Regions from separate parts of the Mus musculus genome. Here region 1 is linked to region 2. A link is a contact called in public Hi-C data. All regions are on one chromosome and are shown on one strand. Each heading gives the region's core, a stretch centred on a gene start, on an enhancer-like site or on the middle of the called end of the contact. The rest is flanking DNA. Distances are from core to core; before and after follow the strand shown. Region 1 holds the start of Tacstd2 (tumor-associated calcium signal transducer 2). Region 2 overlaps Gng12 (guanine nucleotide binding protein (G protein), gamma 12).

Evidence for each region. Hi-C and Micro-C count contacts between places; a contact is called where the count stands out from the background.
Region 1: a contact with region 2 is called in a Hi-C map of erythroblasts, with 4 times the contacts expected there. The contact joins the promoter of Tacstd2 here to the enhancer-like site in region 2. A contact is called at or near these places in 7 of 39 promoter capture datasets (cranial neural crest, embryonic stem cells, hippocampal neurons and 3 more) and 4 of 484 Hi-C or Micro-C datasets (cardiomyocytes, embryonic stem cells, erythroblasts and 1 more).

Annotation. Positions count from the first base shown.
Region 1 is chr6:67,533,650-67,538,586 of GRCm38.p6, forward strand. It overlaps Tacstd2 (tumor-associated calcium signal transducer 2), which reads right to left and starts at 2,173. Exons shown (of 1, transcript NM_020047.3): 1 at 410-2,173. The coding sequence starts at 2,057. The coding sequence ends at 1,104.
Region 2 is chr6:66,952,230-66,957,804 of GRCm38.p6, forward strand. All of the region lies in intron 3 of Gng12 (guanine nucleotide binding protein (G protein), gamma 12), which reads left to right. Among named protein-coding and RNA genes, the nearest start is that of 4930597O21Rik, 31 kb to the left of the region's middle. Within about 2 kb of position 1,997, at least 102 of the 459 cell types and tissues checked have an H3K27ac peak or open chromatin away from gene starts, as enhancers often do. A contact at or near this core is called in erythroblasts, granulocyte-monocyte progenitors and pre-B cells, where this site is marked.

The DNA of each region.
Region 1 (4,937 bases), core at 923-3,422, 580 kb after region 2:
GAAGATGAGTCTCAGAGACCTGAAGTTGCCCAGTCATTTATATCCTAGGACTGCTGGGGGTGGGGGGTGGGGGTGGGCTTTGCGCCTTCACGTGGTTTAAAACCCACAAAGGAAGGTGTGCCTGTTAATAAGCAGGCAAAGGCTGCGTCCATCTCCCACTCCTGTTCAGATCTGAAGGCGGTTAGTTTTAGCAACTTCCTTCAAAGGAACAGCAACCTCAAAGTTTACATTTTTCCCTCTACCCACTGCTGAGGATGGGACCGAGGGCCGGGTCAGATGCGAGGCAAGCACACTAGCCCAGTCTCTAGGAAACACCAGAGTATCAACAGTAAATGTTAGGATTTCACAAGGAAGGAAGCATTAGAATTTAAAATATAAAATTCAAGCATTAGACAAAGGAGAACAATAAAATGATATAAATCTGGAGGGATTTTTCACACAGCCTATCTTTTTAGGTGTGCCTTTCCCATATTTTATTAAACTCGAGTTGTTGTTTTAAAAAACAGCAGCATTATCAAAGACACATCTGTACAAACATTTTACAAAAGAGAACTCTCTAGGATCAGCTACATCAAGGACAAGCAGAAAAATAGATGCAGTCCAACAAAGACATTGAAAATGACTTCAGACGTTGGAAATGCCTTTTCTTATACAAACGATGGCAGATGAACACTGCGCAGGATCAATTAGTGAGTGAACTGCTCTTCCTTTCCTGAAGGTTGGGAGGCAGGGAGCGAATGGGTCACCAACAACCCGGATAGCCAAATCGCCGCTTTCCCATTTCAAACCGTTTAAGTCTTTGGGTAGATTCAAGTCGCTGGGAAACAAGTGGGCTGCCTGGCACTAGCTTCTTAACCAAGCTATCTAGCCTTTGCTTAACTCTCCCGGTCAGGTTTCCAGTGACTAGACAAGGAATTTCAGAAATGCGTCCTTAAAAAACCAAGGGCGAGGGAGGTGACCTGAGCTCAGCATCTAGAGAACTTGTTTGTGGAGAGAGAAGGAAGAGGTCAAAGCTGGGAGGAAAATTACCTCCTGACTGAGAATTAACAGGCCAACCCATCTGGTCTGAGGTGCCGAGGAAGTCGGGGCATCCTACAGGAAACCTACAAGCTAGGTTCGCTTCTCATCTCCCCCAGCTCCTTAAGCTCCACCTTTTTGTATTTGCCCGACTTCCTCCGTTTGGTGACCACCAAGACCACCACACCAGCCACTACCGCTACCGAGACGACAGCGATGACGGCAATGACGCCGGCGGTGAGGCGCTTCATGGAGAACTGGGGGGGCTTCTCGTCCAGGTAGTAGATGAGCGTCCGCTCCACATGCAGGGGTTCCCCACGCACCTGCACGTCCAGGCCGCGGCGGCCCATGAACAGTGACTCGCCTTTAATGTCCCTTTCGAAGTAGTAGGCGGCATCAGCGATGTCCACGTCTCTCAAGCCCTTCTGCGACGCGTTCTGCCGAAGCTCTATCTGAATGGTGGGCTCCTCATAGTGTACCGCGGATAGGAAGCTGGGGTGCAGCTTGTAGCGTTCTTGGAAGAGCCGCCGCAGCTCGGAGTCTAGGTCAGAGTGGTTGAAGGCTCGGTCGGTCGGGCGGTGGCGCAACTCAATGAGGATGTGGTGGGTTCGCACCACTTCGTCGCAGCGCAGGCTTTGGTCTCCCTTGTCCGTGCGGCGCACGCCCACCGAGTTTACGCACCAGCACACCGAGGTCTGGTTGCACTGGCGCGCCTTGAAGCGGCCCTTGTCGTCACACTCCGGGTCGTAGAGGCCATCGTTGTCCAGTATCGCGTGCTCGCTCGGCATCACCAGGCTGCGGCCGCTCTTCCGGGCGCTCATGCGCGCCTTGAGCAGCAGGCACTTGGAAGTTAGCGTGGAGCAGTCGACCAATACCTGTGAGCCCATTGCCCGACATTGGCAGACCCCGCCTGGGCCATTTGTGTCGCAGACCGTCATCTTGTTGGTGGGGCATGTACAGTTGCTCTGAGCCGTGCAAAAGCGGGTCGCCATCGCCAGCAGTAGCAGTAGCAGCGGTGCTAGATCCAAGCCCCTCGCCATGGTGGGGTGGAGTAGAATGGACCTCCAACTACAGACCAGAGGCAGGGATTCTGAAGGATCAGGCTGGGTAGGACACTGCAGGCGACTCCTGCCGGGCTTTTCCCTCCAGCTCTTATAAGCTCCTGTACCTGTAGGACTGGTTAGCTAGTGACTCACTCAATGGAATTTGGGTGGCGCTCCCTATTCCCAGGTCCCGCGGAAGAAGCCGGCAGCCCTGAGCTGCCTGAGATAGAATCAGGCAGGGGAGATTGCTCCTGCCATCTGCTGACCAAAACCCCATAGAGGAAACCAGTACTTACCTGGCCGCACCCCTCCTCATAGCTCAGAACCAGGGCGTCCCACCTTTCCTAGTGCACCTCAGGAGTTTCTCCAGAGGCCCAGCTCCCGACTCTCACGTCCCTACAATTCCAGACCCCATAATCCCGTACCTTCTTTTTCTCTCAACTCCTATCTTCAGTTTCGTTCCTTCCCTCTCTTCTTGCTCCAGAACACCTTATAACACAGTTAAACAGTTCACTGACATAAACCTGATCACATGCCTTTGTCTGTAAACCCTATTCTAGGTGAGATGGTGCAGCTGAGGCAGGGAGACCTGAAGTCACCCAGCCACTGATTTCCCAGGATTCTCCCTGGGCTTTCTGCTTGGCTTTAAGAACTATAAATGAGTATTTACAAAAACAAAATGTTGCAGCATCTGAAGACAGGCTAGTTAAAACAATTCTATTGCTACATCACCTGCACAGCACAATCCAGTTGTCATGGTGTGCCACATATGAAAAGTCCTATTGAACAATGCATATGCCTGTACTTGTGTAAGATAAATGAAAAGAAAAAAAATTGTAGAGTAAGCCAGTCCACTAGGAGAGATGTACAATTTGATTCTAAGAGAGGCAATTTTTTATTTTCTTTCCCTGTATTGAATGATATAACGAGAGAAGGGAGCCTGTGAGAAACTGTGCTTCTTTAATAGGATGAAGGAGCGACACTCTCTTTTAGAATCTAGAGAAAGTCCACCGCTCAAAGCTGTGGTAAAATTAACAATAATTAACAAACTATAATTATTTCCAGGCCCACCTTCAAAATACATTTTATATATATCAGCATTTAATGTACGCCACTAGAATACTGAACAAGGGTGTCATTTGACTCATGGTAGCCAGTTGGGCCTCTCTGCACCATTAATTTTCAAGCAATTCCTGAGGCAGACAGATACAAACATATTATTTTGTCTTTACAGACAGAGGAAGTCGAGACACGAGGGACAAATGCTTACCCAATAGCAGTAGGAGATCTCGGTACACACCTCTGATTTCTACCCCCACTGTCTCTTGAACAACTAGCTTATCCTGTCCAGCTTCCACCCACCTTGCCTCAGAGAAAGATCTAAAGCACAAATGTGTGCACATCTTCTTTTTTGTTGAGAATACTCTCTCTCTCTCTCTCTCTCTCTCTCTCTCTCTCTCTCTCTCTCTCTCTCTGTGTGTGTGTGTGTATGTACAGGTAAGGAGACATCTTGGCTCTAAGAACAGAGTTCATATTTTATGAACTGGTGCACAGTGCCAACTGCTGTCATAGTTACTGCCATCATCATTGTATCCCTGCAAACTTCTCAGACGTCCACCAGCCTTTGCAGAGTTTGGTACCTAGAATCTCCTTTTCTTTATCTGTTTCAGTATACAATTGTGATTTTCTGCTCAACTCCTTGGTTACTTTCAGGAAGCTTTTTCTGATACATCCCTCCCACATCCACTCAGGAATATGTCTTTTGCTTTTACTTCCTTATTTTTTGCATCCTAGGATTAGCAAAAAAAAAAAAAAAAAAAAAAAAAAAAAAAAAAAAAAAATTACCCTTCCTGGGTCTCTGTTGCCCAGAGTAAACTGGGTACATCAGTTTCTGGCTCTGTTTCTTAGATTTTTTTTTTTTCCTGAGAATCAAACTAAATATACAAGGCAGTGAATGGTAAAGCTTGGTAAACTCCAAGACAATGTTATATTCTGTTAAAAAAATTATCCCATCTCCTCACTTTTCAAGTGATTTGCTGGGTGGTCACAATCTACTATCTACTTGTAATACCACCTCATTTTCATTCCCCTGAGTCCCAAGCCATATGGAGGAAAGCTAGTGGGGAGGCAGTCTCAGGGCTGATACATATAGGTAATCATGTGTTGACTACTTAGTTACCTCATGGGATTTTGTTACGTACTGGGAGGAGTGGAAGTGCAGGCATCCAAGCCTGGTATTCTCAATGTGAAGCTAGAGTGAGCAAAGATGACCTTCATATCCCCTGGCTCCCTTCGTTAATAGCTGGTCCTACCAGGCTTTCTCCAACAGGCACAAACCGATCCAGCTCGGATTCTCTCTTCCTCTAATTAAAAGCAAAATCAAGTGCTAGCTTGATTAATTTCTTTGTGTTTTTATTGTAATGTAGAAATACTTAACAAAAGTTTCCCATCATTTCAGGATTGTCCAGTGCTTACAAGGGGCAGCAGCCATGCCAGATTACTGCATCCCTGGCACAGAGTATACAGGAGGCACTAGGTACTGCGTGTTTAATTCACAGTGAATTGTGTCCAGAATGTCACAATATTGATATGACACTCCCTAGAGTGTACATGTGAACTATTTAAGTGTTTATGACCTGGGAGAGATTAATATCACCACATGTGACATCTTTGATTACCATCCCTACCTTAGTCCACCTTCCAAATACATAGTTTTAAGGAAGACTAGATAATGGCGCCCTGAGATTGCATCTACATGTATGCCTGAACACAGAATCTTAATAGTCTTGTGCCTGTAGAAAAGGAGACTATGTTCTGATGAAGGACTGCTTTAGAGATTAGAGTTAGGATTAGGGTTTGGAATGGCCTTTTTATGTT
Region 2 (5,575 bases), core at 747-3,246:
ACAACAGCCTCCTTCTCTGTAGTCAGTACTCAGCCTTCTGCAGCTTCAAGTGTTATCTATACATGGCTACGATGAGTTATATGTGGCTAGGGTGACATTTTGAAAACTTTTAAAGTCATTTTTAAAGTAGACCACTTCATCAGATTGTTTAAATCAAACAGGAATTTGAGAGTAACCTAAAATATGTATATGCTTTGGAAAAAAATAAGTGTCTTGGGCTGGGTTGATGGCTCAGTAGATTAAGGCACTGGCTACCAAAACTGGTAACCTAACTTCTGTTACCAGAACCCACATAGACGGTGAGAAGTGATTCCTGAACATTGTCCTTTGACCTCCACAAATGTGCCGACATATGCCGCACACAGTCACACGGATAAATAGTGTTATTTTTTTCATACTATATACATCAAATTTATACAATTTTATTTGTCAAATAAATGAGACAGAGAACATGTGAAAAAATTGTAAAATGGAACTTGAATCAAATAGAAAAAGCTCAATTTTGGCAAGTATTTAATTGCTTTACAATTCTCAGTACTCAGCAGCACTGCATGACTTTATCAGGTCTTTTGGGGCAATGACTACCATTTGACTTAGGTCTTTATCACTTCTGTGGCATTTGAAATGTTCAGACAAATTTCTTGGTTTCTCTTTTTGTCTTCAGTCAGAGTCCAAGTTAGCTATAGCTACTAGCTTACTCAGGGATATTTCTTATACTGCTGGTCTGTATCCTCTTTACAAATGATGATAACACATAGCAGAAATAATAAATTTAATTTGAAAAAGGACAGTAGTAATTATATCTTTTGACTCAGTCTTTTATATGAACAGATTAATAGTGTCATTCTTTTATTAGGTTCCATTTAATATTTTGTGAATAAATTTTGAGGCATAAAGGTATACAATCTAAGGTTTTTGTATAAAGAGCTCTCCTTTTAAAAATTATTTTCTTTTAAAATTCTCCTGTGTGTGTGTTTGTATGTGTGTGTGTGTCTGTCTGTCTGTCTGTCAATATGTGCATGTATCCTTAGAGGTTCATAGGCACCATATCTCCCTGAAGTTACATATGGCTGTGAACTTCCAAACTTTGGAGGTAGGAGGCCTTTGCAAGAACAATGTGCTCTTAACCAATAGTGTTATTTTTAAAAAATGCCGGTGTTATGAAGTTCATTAGTCATATAGTGTGAGAACTCAGAGCTTAGGTAGTAAGGATTAACTTCCTCCATGTAACCTAGATCGGGTCATTTTCATGGGGATAATGCACCCAGTGTCATGGAAAGAAAAGGAAAGCTTACAGTGCTTGGAGTGGGCACCGGCACACTGGCACTGCGCTTATGATGGCCGTTGTTTCCTGTCGCGGTATCAAATGCAAATGGACATGCATTTGAACAATGCTTTGTTCCTTGTGACAAGCGATGAACAGCAACCCGAAGGCACTTTTATGTGTAAAGTTACTGTCTGTTTTGTTTGAGGAAGAACATTTGGCAATTGAGAAGCTTTTAGTTACCAAACTAGTACATATATAAAGCAGCCACATTGACCTAATTAAACAGCTTTCCGTTTTTTAGATCTCATTTCATTGTTAAAATGAGACAGTGATTTTGCTACCAGATTGTGTATATATTTTTTTACAAGGATTAGGAAAATACATATTTACAGCCATATTAGATAACTGCTCTAAGTGCAGATGTTTATTTTGCTTTCTTTCCGTAAAAGAACAGGTGCCAACAGGAAGCTAAGCAGAGCGTGTGACTTCCCTTGGGAAGAACGGGGAAAGCAGGACTTGGAACCATGTGCTGATAGCCCAGTGCAGACAGGAACAGACAGGCTAAGCGGGAAGGTGCCTTTTCATGTGGCAGGCACTCACTCCAACAGTCCCCCACCCCCACCCTGGGCAGCCCAAAGTAGATGGAGCTACAGTCTCGTCGTCCTGTAGTACGTACAGGGAGTGTATGCACTGGTTTGGGCTGAGCTAGTTTCGTAGTCTGTTTTGTAACACATGCCTGTGTTCTTCTGGTGAATGAATAACCAGATGAGCAAGAAACCCATGCCTGTGCTGGTCCTGACAACACCTTTTGAGCAACAGTCTTCCTTTATTTGGAAGATAAAATATGACTAGGCAGTTGCAAAAAGGGAAGCGGTAGATGGGTCTGTGGCGTAGAGTAGACCACTTTAAACGGTTGGTTACCAAACGTTTAGTGAGTATCTAACCTACACTTGAGGTCATAAGACCTTTTTTTTTCTTTTTACAAACCTGTAGTCTACTCTGAGTGGCCTTAGAAGAAGAAAAAATGTATAGGCATACCTTGTCTGCCTTTTCAACCTTGTCCACAAGCAGGGCCCAGGACAGTGATTTTCCTCCTGAGTCTCAGTTATGGTGGCAGCAGTCAACCATTCCCATTCCTGTAGCTCAAGAGACCTGGCAAATTTTGCATTGTTTGGTTATTTTTTTGTTTTGTTTTTTTGTTTTTGACACAGGGTCTGCTCGGTAGACCAGACTATACTCAAACTTGTAATGATCCCCTAACTTTCAGATCATCTGACTTCAGTATATATAAACAGGACTGGATTTAATTTTGTAGTCTTTGTTTAAAGAAGACTCTCAAGGTAATGTAAAACTTAGAACCTACAAAAGTTGGATCTGAGTGTAAGTAAGTGTAGCAGGACTGACTGCCCCACCTCCAGGCCTTCCCTTTGCCCTGTTGTGTGGTCATCAGCATACTCAACCCCCAGCCTACAGCAGGCTCTTGGCAGGAGGTAGGGGCTAAGCCTGGTTGTTCAGTGAGGACTCCTGACTCTTCCAAAGAAGGGAAGACAGCCCAGGTTGCAGAGAACTGCTGCCAGAGTCACTCGTGGCCACCAAGCACTTGTATGATATGATGAAGTCCCACCACTACCCCATGAAGGGAGGCCTTCACTCTCAGGCCTCCCGTGCATCTGTGGTTGACCAAAAGCTCTACCGAGGAGGCCTTAGAAAGGAGCCTTGGAAGCCGTGACCCAAGCCTTAGGAGAACCATCCAGCCTGCAAGACTGTACAGATACGTGCTGACGTGTACTCGATCTCTCTCGGCCTTAAGTGTCTCTTGCCTCTCTCTGCATAAAAGAGCTAAAGCACTTTGCTCATCAGTCTGAGTGAGATGTACTAAGCAGAAAAGGGATGGGGGGAAAACCCTTTGGGAAAATCAATGTGAGGGTGACTTTTCCAGTACAACACTGGCTCTCCTCGCCCCCTGGAGGAGGACTAGAGAATGACTGTCACAGACCATCCCAAGCATAGAATGTTCCTTCTGCATGCCTTGAGAGTATTATTAGAAGCTTAGAATTGGACACCCGTTTATAGTGGTAAAGAGTGAAATGGTTACGACGCCATTAAATTGACATTTCATATTTGTTAAGTACACAGTTGTCTTAGCCAAGGTTTCTATTCCTGCACAAACATGACCAAGAAGCAGTTGGGGAGGAAAGGGTTTATTCAGCTTACACTTTCCACATTGCTGTTGATCACCAAAGAATGTCAGGACTGGAACTCAAGCAGGTAAGGAAACAGGAGCTGATGCAGAGGCCATGGAGGGATGTTACTTACTGGCTTGCCTCTCCTGGCTTACTCAGCCTGATTTCTTATAGAACCCAAGACTACCAGCCTAGAGATGGTCCCACCCACAAGGGGCCCTCTCCACTTGATCACTAATTGAGAAAATGCCTTACAGCTGGATCTCGTGGAGGCATTTCCCCAACTGAAGTTCCTTTCCCTTTGATAACTCCAGTTTGTGTCAAGTTGACACATAAAACCAGCCAGTACAATAGTGAACAGTTAGGACAACCTACCACTGCTGTGGTTCACATCAAATTATCACTAGTGTTGTGCATCGTCTCCCTCTTTAAGACTTTACCAAGGAGGCTGTAAAGATGGCTCAGTGATTAGGAGCATACACTGCTCTTCATGGGACCTTAGTTCAGTTCCTACTGTCCATACCAGGTGGCCCATACCTGCCGGGAACTATAGCTCCAAGGGATCCAACCTTTGGCCTTAGCAGGTATCTGCACTCACGAACAATTTAAAAAATAAAACAAACATTAAAAAGAATTTGTCAAGGATAAAAAGGTGATCAATCAGAAAACAGGAACTTTCAACTGTGAACTGAATACATATATCTAGAGTCTTGAAAACAAAATCAGTTTACTTTAAGTTGTTGGTATTACTACTAGCAAATGCCGAGGGGGAGGGGGAGGGCAGATTCTAGTTACAATTAAATTAAGGAGTAATCTTACCACAGCTCTACTTTCTGTGTATTCAAAGAAGAATTCAAAATAAGCCAGTGTTGCAGAGGCCTGTAATCTCATCATTTAAAGAGATGGGACAGTGCCATGGCCCAGTTGTTCAGCGTTGATTGTGTGCTTTATAAATGGAGAGCATCTGTAGGAAAAGTCTCACCCATTATCCTTGTTCGACTGCAGTACTTCCATCCCCCAAGTGACAGACACAGTGGTGCTGTTTAGTGATAGCTTTAGTGTTTGCTTTTTCCATAACCTCCTCTCTCCAGAACCTTGGGTGCACATCAGCGCCTGAGGACATACATGCACTGCTGAGATCTTGTAGTATTCATATGTCGGGGCAGGTGCTTCTCTGTGACTGTTTTTCCTTAAAAGAAAATGGACATGTTGTAAGTTATTGTTAGCTTTTAAAACACTTGGCAGAGGCATTAATAACTATTGAGGAAGTTCTTAAATATTTTGTCTTTAGTATTTCGCTTTTATATAGGCAAAAGATGAGAGTATCATCAACTTTTTTTTTTTTTTTTGCCTCAGGCTTCTAGAGACCCCAACAGGCTTCATCCAGAACAAGTTGATGGGCTGTGTTTCACCCAAGACAAATTCTTAGGGAACCCCTCTCTTTTCTTTCATCTTCTTCCTCTAAGGACATCTAGAGGTGACAGTGGGTCCTGGGAAGCTAGAATTTCTGGTGAACTAGATGGGTCCCTAGAACTGGCTGATCTCCGTTTTCAACACCCATCTTCACCCTGACCTTCCTTGCCACTCCTGTCATGGAAGGAGCACATGCACATGTCCACACAGCCATCAGTATCTTTCTCTCTTTTTAGATGTCTGTCCCCACTAGTAAAGCCACCATTAGGAATCTGCCATTAATACTGCAGTGCTTTGTATAAAATGGTATGTGCCTGCATAATAATGTACATATATGTACATTATTGACTTTTGAGACAAGTCTTGATATATATCTCAAATTGGCTTGACCTCAAAATGCTCATGCTTTGACTTCCCAAATACTAGGGTTATAGATGTGTGTCAACACACCTGGCCCTCTCCTGTGTAGATTGCTTTTACTGTCAGATACAATGCAAGTCCTATATAAATGCTGTTATGCTGTGTTGTTGAGGGAATAGTGACACCCCCCCCCAATCCTGTACATGTGCAATACAAACATGACTTCCTACCCTCTCCCCCGGAATATTTTTGCTATACAGTTAATTAAATCCACAGTTGTAGCATGCGTGGATACAAAGGCCTGTTGTGATGTAAGATGAAACTGGCCATGCCTCGGAGGCCCCACCCTCTT